Regions from separate parts of the Oryzias latipes genome. Here region 1 is linked to region 2. A link is a contact called in public Hi-C data. All regions are on one chromosome and are shown on one strand. Each heading gives the region's core, a stretch centred on a gene start, on an enhancer-like site or on the middle of the called end of the contact. The rest is flanking DNA. Distances are from core to core; before and after follow the strand shown.

Region 1 (5,880 bases), core at 517-3,016, 160 kb before region 2:
TCACTGTGAACTGTACTCTCATGTGGGGTGGTCATCTCTGTCCACAAGAAGGCAAGGACACTGGTACATTTTTATTTACAAGGCCATGCTTGGACTGCTTCCCTCCTACATTGGAGATTTACTACAGAGGAGAAATGTTGATTCGTATTCATTGCGTTCAAATGATCAACACTTGCTCAGTGTTCCATTTGTCCGCACAGAACTGGGAAAAAGATCTTTTTCTCACGCTGCTCCCACGTCATGGAACACACTGCAAAAAAACTGGAAGCTCCCTGAACTTATCTTTTTAAATGATTTTAAAACCAGACTGAGAGCACTTGAGGTCAACTCCTTTAAATGTAACTGTTTTTATAATTGAATGTAATTTTATTTGTTGTCTGTGTTTGTAACTTTTTGCTGCCTCTTGGCCAGGACTCCCTTGCAAAAGAGGTTTTTAATCTCAATGGGACTTTCCTGGTTAAATAAAGGTTAAATAAAAAAATAAAAAAAATGTACCCTTTTGAATGCCCCCCCAAAAACCAAAGTCAGATTCTAAGTTAGGTCAGAAAAACAGTATCTAAATTAGAGAGAATCAAAGTTTTGTTTTGTTTTTGACACTTGATATAACAAACTTACTAGTTACTTTCTTTTTTAGTTTTTTAAGATGTAAAAACTTGTCTTACGAAAATAAATCTTGGATATATTACAATCATTTAATCTTGAAAACATCTTATTTTAAGTCACATCTCTAATAAAACAAGTATTTTAGACTCACAACTTACATACAATTGTGACAACTTTATCTTAATATGTGTATTTCCAGACCTTAACTAAATTGGTCCAGAAATAGAGATTGTTGGACTGTTGGAGTGCCTGACATGCAGTGTCAGGACATTATTTTTGGTAAAAGTTTTTAAAAAAAAAAAAAAAAAAAAAAAGCATATTTCCAATTATCAGAGCAATATTTCTACATTTGAGTGTTTATAACTAATTTCAAGATTTTATTTTATCTTAAAAGATAAAGACTTCAGAAGTTATTTTAAGAAATCTTACTAAGACAAAGTCTACTAATTCTACTTCACTTATAACAAGTGGAAAAGAAAATCTTGCACTCTATATTTTGTAACTTTTTTTGTTTTGTTTTGCAAACAGAGGGTGTCTGTCAGGAGTTGAACTCTGAAGTTTAAGGAAGACTTTTCCAATCTGGAGTTGACAACGAATTAATTGAAAATCAGCTCAAGTTTCTGTTGCACTTTGAAGAAATAAAACACGGATTTTAAAGATTTACAGTCAGTAAGAGTGGGGATGACTCCGATGAATGACATTAAGTGACTCCACAGAAAAACTACAAAAACCATGTCCCCACGTAGTCCATGTTTTACGGTAAAGGTGTCTCGACTTGACCGTCCAGCGTGGGGTCCGCCCCACTGTGCACTTCCCAAAATGTTTGGTTCTTCTTTCTCTATACTTAAATTAATGGACGTGCTTTACCCCTAAAGGCAAAAGCATTAGCGAAATAAATAAATAATAAGCATTAGCCCTTGCCAAGTTCAGATAGAGAAAAGTAGTGAATGAGTGTTTTCGAATTATGCCATAGAACAAGAAAGAGAACTCTGCTTTTTAAGTGCTAAACTGTATAAGATGTGAACGCAAACCTGATGGTCTGCAGAAGGAAGAGTTTTCAGAGCCACAGCGAAGTCCTGGCTGATCTTCCCCGCGCTGCAGATCCCCCACCTGGTTGCCATGTCGGATTGAGCTGGACTTTACCCCGTCAGGACCGAATTATATCAACAATGTAGTGGCTTTTCTCCACCACAAGGGGGCGGCAGAGTATTTCCTTTTGCCAGTGTTTGTTCAGCAGGGAGGCCGTTTGTGACGAGTAAGAAAAGAATCAGGAAAAATCTGGACACCAAAGTCAGTGATAAACAGATAAATGAATGAATAAATGGTATACGTCAAAAATAAATTAGGAAAGCCGTGAAACATGTCATTACAAAATAAGAATAATAAAATAAAAACTAAAAATGATAAAAATACAATGAAAAAATAAACAATTAAACAACTTAGTACTATCCAAAAGCAAGGGTTTTCAAAGATCCAGTCCAACATAAATTGTGTATTTTGGTGTTTTTAACATGTCCTTTTCGTATTTTCTCTCGATAGAGGACATATTTTTAAAAAAGCTCAAAATTGCATTTCTGAGTATTTCTTTTTTCAAATCGTTTGTAAATCAGAAGCAGATAAAAACTTGCTAGCGAGCCGCAATCTCCCTGCTCTGCTACATGCAGATGCATCTACTTGTAGATGACCAGATCCATGCACGTATTCATTTTGCTTATCCAAGCTGGCATCTGGCTCAAAACTGTACAGCTGGATGGCTGCATCATTGCTCGTCATTTTTGTTGAGCCGGTAATGTCAGGCTGGGGTTGTGAGGATCTGTATCTCGCAGGAGAGAGTGTAAAAAGAAATTGAAGGATTTTAAAGAAGCAGGGGCGGGGTTACAACACGGCAACAGTTCTGACTATAGTTCAGAGGCAATTTTCTAATGAACTACTGCCGCTCTGCAGAAACTATGTCTTAGAAAGAAACACAATTTCTTTTGCTTAAATAAACCACATTATTTCCCTACAAAACTACAGGGAATACTTTGAAAATAGATCAAAAGAAGGTTGGAGTGGATCTTTGCTTTTAGCTGCGAGCTTACATAAGGTAGGCACATCAAGATCCTACAAGGTCATCCTCCAATTAATGGGTTTAAAATTGAGTACAGATGTTTCTACTTCTTTTTATTTCTTTAGGTTTTTTCCCTGGTTTTCCATCCAGCACTTGCCTTGTGATCATGTTGTGTTCTCTGTATCACACTATGGAAGTTCTTTGGATCTTTAGCCTCCTAAAAGCACTGTCCTGACAATTTTCTTTGGCTTATGAACGTCTAACTATTTTAAATGTCATCTGTCTTTGTTTTAAAGCAGGAACTATAAAACAAAACTAATCACCTTTTAAACACAAGTATTTTCTTTTTGCGGAGATATTAATTAGTGTCATCTTCCGAACTTTTCTTTTTGTTTTTGCCACAGAGACAGCAGAAATAAGCATAAACCAAGAGAAGAAAAGCAAAAATGATGGATGAAATATTTCCTCAATAATTGGCGGCAACCTGCTCTATTTTAGATATTGCATGAGTTCAAATAGTGACAACAAATACTGACTTACCTGGGGTTTTTTTTTTGCTTAATCCTGGCTGGACACTGCAGCTTGTTTTTTGAATGTTTTTGTCCCCTGCTGTAATGGTCAGACAGACCCAACATACCACTCAGACTCTTTTCTTCTCTCCTAACCGTTTAAAATAAAGCTTGGCTTTCGCAGTCCAACCTTTACTGAACCCAACATGTCTGCAACACTAATATAAAACACAACCAAAGCTGATCAGTTTACATTTTGACCGATCAGATTTCATACAATTGTTTAATTGCTTGTCATTCTGAATAATGCATGATTTAGTAAACACCTAGTAAACTTTAACTGGACTCACATAATACAATTAAAAAATCAAAAACTATTTGTGTGAAATCTACTTAATTAATTAAATAAAAACTATTCACAATCCCAAGTAATCTTTGTTGAAATGACAGTTTGTCAGACTTCTTCGTCCCAGCGCACACTGCGTGATCCTCTGATCTCCCTCAGGCAGCTCCCTCCGTTCCACCTGAGTAGGTTTATTGTAGGTCAAGGGAACATTTCCTGCTTTTCGGGATTGTCACCGACTGTTCTGCTCAAGACAGCTCCCACCTGCTTTTTGATTTTATCCATGATTTCTGTCCAGCCAAGGCAGCTGTGGGGTCTCCTTCAGTCCTCCAGATGCAGAGGAGTCAGAAAAAAGGAGGAGATTTCCGTGTTCAACCACTGTGTTCATTTTCTCAATGAAGCCTATAGGTGAAGCAGGGATGAAAGGATTATTCAAATAAAGGGAAAAAGGACAACAACCTTGTAAAGCTACAAGATCAAGGATATTCCAAGGACTGATAGCAGCTCTAATTCAGGTTCCTTTTAATCTGAGTCCTTTTTTGAACCCTGGCAGTTTAAGCTTTTTAATTTGCGTAAAGACAAATATGCAATTTTCCTTTTGTCTGGACTGACCTTTAAGTAAACACTGCATCACTTCCTCAGGTTCACAGAGAAGCCCAACACTGCTTCAGGGGGGAGACTTGCTTTGCTTGTCATTTACCACCAGTGGTAGAGAAGAACATGGGTTCAATGATAAGAGAAAAAGGTGGCGAATTTTCGACAAAATCTGAATAGGAATCAGTAAAAAGAGATTTCTGTGCAGCACCTAAACTGTGATGCTGCACTAGAGAAAGGTAGCCTAAATAGGAAAAGAACACCAATCATTAAAAAAAAAACACGTGAAAGAAGTAAAATTCTCTGCAGCAGGTAATTTTTCAGTAATTTCTAGTAAGAAATGAAAAATCTAGAAACAAGGAGTTTTACGCAAGCATTAAAAAAGGGAAAGAATGAGCTAAAACGCTAACTTTTAGATAGAATTACTTCAAATGGACTGTCAGGTATTTTTGCTAGTTCTAAGCAAAATGTTTGTATTTTTAGAATTTGTATGTAATTCATTTTGATTACAGTGACAAAAACTAGTGTAATAAAGGGAAAATGACACATTTTAGAACAAAATGAGAATACGATCTTAGTACAAGTTGGCCCATCTTAATGAGTCCTCATAAAATCTAAAACTGCATTTATTCTGAGAATATAAATCTCAGTTTTTGCATACAAAATAATGTTCTAAAATTCCAGTACATGTCAACATTTACTAAACTTTAAAATTTAAAATCCTTAGAACTGAACCAAAAGTTATTGTTCAATTGAATTTTTCTTTAGTCTTAAATCACGTTTTTCAATTGTCAAGAGTATGGAGCTACATTTTTATTGACAATTATTGATAATTTCCTTATTTCTAGATTCTAGCTTTTAATGAGACAAAAAATCTTGACTGTGGCGATTTTGAGAAAAGCTTGGAAAGCTGTAGAGCGAGTTGAATAATTCTGGTAAAATATCTTGAGTGTCTAACAAAAAGGTTTTAAATCTTTGCAACTATCGAATAGTTTGTTGTTTGCTGATGACAGCGCCGTGGTAATGTTTTGGATTATTCCTTCTTTTGGGAAAAATTATTACTGAAACCACTGATGGTTCATGTTATCTCAAAAATTTGGCATCAAACATAAAAAAAGGTTAACAGTAATAAATACTAAAATCACCTTTAAATTTTAGTAATTTTATGAATGTCCCAAATCTGTTATTGCAAACCCTTTTTTCCGTATACTCAGGGGTGCATTTGGATTAGTCTAACACTTTCATGTCTATACTTTTCTGTGTGAAGAACAATCCTGTAAGGTGATTTTCAGAAACACAATAATTGACAGATTGATCGACGCGTTCATCAGGGGAAAACAAAATGCCACAAACACATCTGTCACTTTTTAGACTGTACAAAGAGCAAAATTCAAAATGATATAATGTTACATAACCTTAGATTTTATAATGTAATGTAAGAGCTGTGATTATTCATTGCGTGGTTAATGATACTAATTACCTGCGTCAAACATCTGCTGCATGACGTTTGAGCTGAATACCTGAGCCAAGCAGCTACTCCGTGGCCTGGACGGACCCCCGACCCCTCTCCGGAGGTTCAACACCATCAGCACAAAATGCAGGCAGTAAACTCCGCTGTCCAGCTCTTTCACTCAACTCTTTTTTTCCACAGAGCGGGGGTGGGGGGATACCTGCAGGGAGCCACAGAGGTCTTGACCAGTTTCACATCCCCTTTCTCCTCTTCTGCAAGCAGCCAGCACGCCTCATATACACAAGGAGGATAACAGTGGGGCCAGATGGCC
Region 2 (5,664 bases), core at 1,811-4,310:
ATAGGTTGAGGTTGTGAAGGGCTGTAAGCTAATGGGAGAGTGTGTAAACAGATGGATTATAGGATATGGACCAGACTTACTCCACAACAAGGGTCCCACCCACAACTCAGAGCCGAATCTCAAATGAACCTCTGCCGCTCTGCAGAAACTATGTCCAAGAAAACAACACAGGTATTCTGCTCTATAATTAAAAGTCCACTGGGAATGCTTTGAAAATTGATCAAAAGATGATCGGAATGGGACTTTAACTTGGTCACTGAGATGAGTTAACACAGTCAAACCTGCAGTTTTTAGCTGTTTTAGTTTGTTTTGTTTGTGACAGCAGTCAAATCGAGTATCGGCCTTACTCCAAATATATTCATGTTGACCTTGCTGTAAACATGTTTGATAAAAATATAGCTGGATATGGGGCTTGTGGCGATAAAAAATCGCACATTTACTTTTTTAACGCATGCTTATATATGCAGAGAGGGACAAAAAAAACAAACAGAAGGCAACATGCTTAACAGGAGGAAGTAATGTGAGTCCCAAAGGTAATGGTCCAGGTCAGCTCTGACCATCTCCTCAACAAGCTTTATTTTCTTTTAACATCACATTATGTCTCAATTTGAACAGTTTACAACCACCCAGTGATTCTTGGGGGGCTGCACAGCTGTGCACAAGGAGGCCGGCTATTAAGAGTTAATGGATTCACTTTCACAAAAGGACCTTAAAGCCACAGTTCTCACTTCTCCATCTCTGTGGTAAAAATAGAAACCCTGCAGAATGGAACGGATGCAATTCACAGTCCTCCAAATATCTCTTGCTCAACTGGCCACCTATGGTGTCCCTACTTTTCCGGAACAAGAGGAAGGGATGACACAGATTCCCTCGGCTTCGGAGACAGTGATTAAATCTCATGCACTTATAATTATTTTTGTCCCCACATCCCCGCCATATCTCTGGGAAATCGAGCATTGCATAAGATGGGATGCAGCAGTTATTCTGGCTTTTGGATGCGATTGGAAGAAAGCTCAGCCCTAAACACTGTTACCCCTCGTTTCAGAGCTGCAATTAATGAAGCGTACATTAGCAGACTGACAATGGTTGATGAAATGGTTGCAGATTGTGTGACTGGGTAGCACCAGACTGCTTCTCAGTGACCACACAATGGGCTTATGAGTATGTGTGTGTGTCTGTTGTGAGAACTGGCCCTCAGGGACAGGACATTAATCCTGGCCAAGGACCACTAGAAGTGTTTGCTTGAGCTTTATAACCAATGCAGAGCCAATTTGACATTAAATTTTTCAAAACAGCAAAGAAACAGTATGTGAAAGCACACTATAGAGAAATTACCAACAAAGATGCAAACAGCTACAAGAAGTACTTGTTTATATAACTGCTGTGAAGTGTTAGTTTGTTTGTCTCTCCACCAGCTGGAGATGGAGCATTTCTTTCTGATTTAATGGAAAGTGATTGTTTCATCGTGATTGTCTCTGCAATGTTAGAATACTTTGTTTGACCAAAAAAGTGCTGTAATCGGCAGGAGGCATTTATATCAGCTGGAAACGTAAATCCGCACGAGGCACTACACTTGAATTTTTCTCAACCTATCATGAAAACACAGATCTCATTAAGTCGTTCATAGTGGGAGTCCATTTATCCCACACAGAAAGGACAGAGTGGGCATTAAGCTGTCAGATTCCAAGTTTTTTTTCCTAATTTTTTTTTTCCTGTGAAAGAGGATTAGACTAACTCAGTGACACTGTTTAGTTAACATGTGGGTTTTGACGTGTGGGCAGCTCCTTTACAAAAAGTCAGTAATTGCATTGTCAAAAACGGTAAAGAAAAACTTTGAATTCGAAATGCAAGAAATTCTCTCAGAAAAGGCATAAAATTAGAAAGGCTGTTGACCTGGCTGGTTAAACTAATTTCATGTCGGGACATGCTGTATCAGAGGACAGCCAGCAGCCAGCCCTGACATTTCCTTAAACTGAAATTATCCACTTTTATTATGATCAACTGATGGTGAACTTTGGAAATGCACACATCTTTAACATCCAGCATATGTGCAGCCTTGATTTGTTTTGGTAACAAATGGCCTAATTTGCAAAAAATATGGAAGAATGAGCGACTTTCTAAGTAAACAGAGGTATTTTTTGTTTTATTTTGACTGAAAATAATGGCATACTTCTATTTCATTTTGGGAAAATGTGCACGTATTACTACAAAACCCACAAAGTCCAGATTTGTCCCAAGAAGAACGCCTGGCTGTTGTCCACCTGCCAGATCATTCTTCAAGCATGAACCCAACCCTTTTCAGTGATAAAGGGATACTAACTCTTGGGTTATCTCTGTTGAGATGCAAAAATTCCCCTAAAAAAAAGCCTTGTCAATCTTTTACTCCTCCTACAAGCCACTTTCAGCAACAGTAACAATTGCGCCAGATCTGCGTCCTTACCGTTCTGGGACGAGGCGAAAGGCAGCATCAAGTTCCCCAGAAGGACCACCGCCAGCATCACTGCGTTCGGCTGCATCGCTGGAGCTCCGCGGGAGACGCAGCTCCTCGGCAGGACGAATGTGGGAGGAGATACCGCGGAGGCTATTGATCACAAGATCTAGAGAGATGTGCCAAGCATAGCTTTCAAATGAGTCCGCGCAGATGGTTTAGAAAATACAAAAAAATCCAGTAGAAATGCCTCCTCGATTTTAAAACCTTAAAGGAAAGCAGTTCGGGAGGAGGCCGGCGGCTCATGGAAGCCGATTTGCGGCCATAGGTGGCGAAGAAGCCTCGTCGGATTGCGGAGGAAGGGTCTTTGGATGTCAAGGGGATTGTCCACGGTGGGATTGAAAAGATTCCGAGATGCGCGCACGGATGCGCATTTACGCTCCCACGGTCACGGTTCGGTGATTAAAATGAAAGTAGTGCACAAATGACTCCCGCCGGCAAGTGATGTAGCCGAAACATAAGTCTGTTATCAGCAGCGGTCTATTTTTAATACCAAAGGAGGAACAGATGCTGGTAGGACACCAACGGGAGCGACGACAAGCCGCGCCTGCCCAGTGCGCGCATGGCCGAGGATGAGGATGAGCACAACAGCTCACCAGAATAAAGCCTCCGTCCGACCCTTGATATGTGTCTGTGTGTATTTTAGCAAGAAATTACATCAATTGGTATTGTAATTTTAAAAATGTATCAGTTTACCACTTGGAGCAGCCTTAGTCTGTCAGATTTATGGAAAATTAAAACTGTATGAAACTATACAGCTTTTCAAAAATTCACAATAGGAGTGGTGTAATTTTAAAACAGAAAAACAACGATAAACTACCTGTTCTGTCCCTATTATTACAGGCTGCATCATTTTTTTAATCTGTTTCTTGCTTTCCTTATAATTTACCATCTTTCTCTGCCAGGATGCGGATGCTCTTGAGCGCACTAAGGTCATTTATAAATTATGTCATCTCATCAGTGGCCCGGGTGCTCTCAGACTGCATGTGCCACATCCCCCCTTGAAAGTTCAACATGGCCTCCCATAATCCCCTCCTGCCCTTAATCTGCGCTGCTCCGTGTGCGCCCTCATGCGGCCCATTTGGGTAAAGCCCGAGCATGTGTCATTTTTCACTTTTGCCAAAGTCTTACTTTGAAGAAATATACGAAAAGGTACAGAAGACTTCTGTTTCATGTTTAAAACACAGTTTCCAAAATACTTTTTTAAATAAAAAATTGTTTTTGAAAAAATTAGAAGCTTATGTTTCTCTTAAAAGTCTAATTCCTTAAAATAACAAGAAAGTTGCAGCTCTGGAGAATATAAAAACGCATGAAATCTTTCTTTGGGCTGTTAGTGTCCGCCTTTGCTCAGCTGCAGAGTAAAGTTCCCTCCACTTTACAGCCCGCCCTCCAGTTTGTTCACAGCACATCACATTTGAAATGTAACCCCCACCTGAAACCTCACACAAGCCAATCAGCTGGAGAAATGTCAGCACAGTCGGCACACCCTCCTTTGTTCGAACCCAATCAGAGTTGAAGTGTGGCATTTTGCCTGAGGGGAAAACTTACCCCTGGATGCGTTAAGTACGCATCACTTAGCTGTTGCCAATGTGTTCACAACGCTGGACCCCCATTTGGGTTTTTTACAGTGTTTGCCTCCATTCTTTGGTCAATCTAGTATGGAAAGTAGACAACAATGGCTTGCCAGGCTGAAAAATGAACTTAGCAACAGTCCTCTGGTGTCAAATGTGGCTTTTGGCTTCATCCTCATGGGACTAGAGAAGCTGGTGGAGCTGGAGTTTGAGTGTCCTTGCAGACCTGCGTGGAACGGAGCTTTTTCATCCGCATTCTTCATCATTCCTGCCGTCATGGCCTTCACCTTGATGCTGATCATTCAGGGATGCAGGTGTGCTGTCTGGTGCAGAAAGACCATTTCCCTCTCCAGCTTTGTTCCGGCAGTCGTGTGGCTCATCCTGCTGTTCCTGGACGGTCAATACTTTGCGTGTGCTATGACAGACTGGGAGGGCAGATATGTGCTTGTTGACAAGGCAGCTCCACAGAAGTGGTGCGAGCCAGTTAAAGAGGGGGATGTCACCGCTCAGGAGCTCATGGTCCGCTCCCAGCAGCTGTTTGTCTTTTCTCAGGTGAGTTGCTCCTGTTGTGGTGATGTCGTGATCGTCCTTTGTTCAAACATTAAACCTCCGCTGTCTTTGCATCCAGGTTATAGGCATAGTCCTCCTCATTTGCATCTGCGTGGGTCTTCTAGTGTACCTCATCAGAGAGAGCTGCCAGCAACAGGTGGAGATGCAGGATGCAGAAGTAGCCAACCTCACTGGGATCAGAATGAGCTCTCTACAGAACAGAACATCATGAGAGGACTGACGCCACCCACTACACCTGCCCTTCTGTCCCTGGAGCCTTCTAGCTACCACAAATGGACTGGATTTTGCATGTGTGTGTGTGTGTGTGTGTGTGTGTTTCTTTTCATATAATGCCATGCAAAGTGTTGTTTTTATTCTTGAGAATTTGAGCAGGTTACCTGTCTGTTTGGTCTCCAGACCCTGCAGATGTCTGGTGGTTATCCTGTGACTTATATGTATAAAGGTGTGGTTTTACATATCATTATGCTTACAGCCACTTGTTGTTAAACAGTGTTAAAAATGGGGGGAACTCTTCAAATTAAAACGTTCTTTTTTTTTTTTTTTTTTAAACGAGAAAATAGTGTATAATCCTGTTTATATTGTGCTAGTCTTAAAGGAGGGTATAGCTTATTATTACCTTACATCCACATTTACATTTCAAACTGTGACTCCTTTTTGGAATATTTTTCTTTACTTTAAATTTGTTTTATGTTTTAATTTGATTTGTGCTTTTGTGAAATCTATATGAATTTTACTATTATTGCTTTATTATTAGTTAAGTAATATTGTTTATGGTTGAGATGAAAGCGTTTTGTTTGATGTGTTTTCACCGAAAAAAAAAGAAAAATGCACACAGAATGAAGCTTCTGCATGGTGCAGTGTCTCACCTTTTCTGCTGGTACTTTAACTAAAGCAGTGATCTGATGTATGTGTGCAGGACTGAGAACATGACATGTTTCATATCTGAAAACAACTTTAAAAAGTATATACTACTGTAGGTTTAAACCTGATTGTTTTTAAACTAATCATTTTTTAATCATTGTTTTCTAATAAAAC

The links. Hi-C and Micro-C count contacts between places; a contact is called where the count stands out from the background.
Region 1: a Hi-C map of embryo shows a contact between it and region 2, with 6 times the contacts expected there. The contact joins the promoter of LOC101170260 here to the promoter of LOC101160640 in region 2. A contact is called at or near these places in 4 of 5 Hi-C or Micro-C datasets (embryo and fibroblasts).

Annotation. Positions count from the first base shown.
Region 1 is chr3:28,525,372-28,531,251 of ASM223467v1, reverse strand. It overlaps LOC101170260 (trans-1,2-dihydrobenzene-1,2-diol dehydrogenase), which reads right to left and starts at 1,766. Exons shown (of 7, transcript XM_004067299.3): 1 at 1,635-1,766. The coding sequence starts at 1,724.
Region 2 is chr3:28,366,529-28,372,192 of ASM223467v1, reverse strand. LOC101160640 (neuroplastin) reads right to left here and starts at 3,060. Exons shown (of 9, transcript XM_020700179.2): 1 at 2,441-3,060. The coding sequence starts at 2,516. LOC105357793 (calcium homeostasis modulator protein 6) reads left to right here and starts at 3,247. Exons shown (of 2, transcript XM_011493129.3): 1 at 3,247-4,611; 2 at 4,688-5,664. The coding sequence starts at 4,147. The coding sequence ends at 4,840.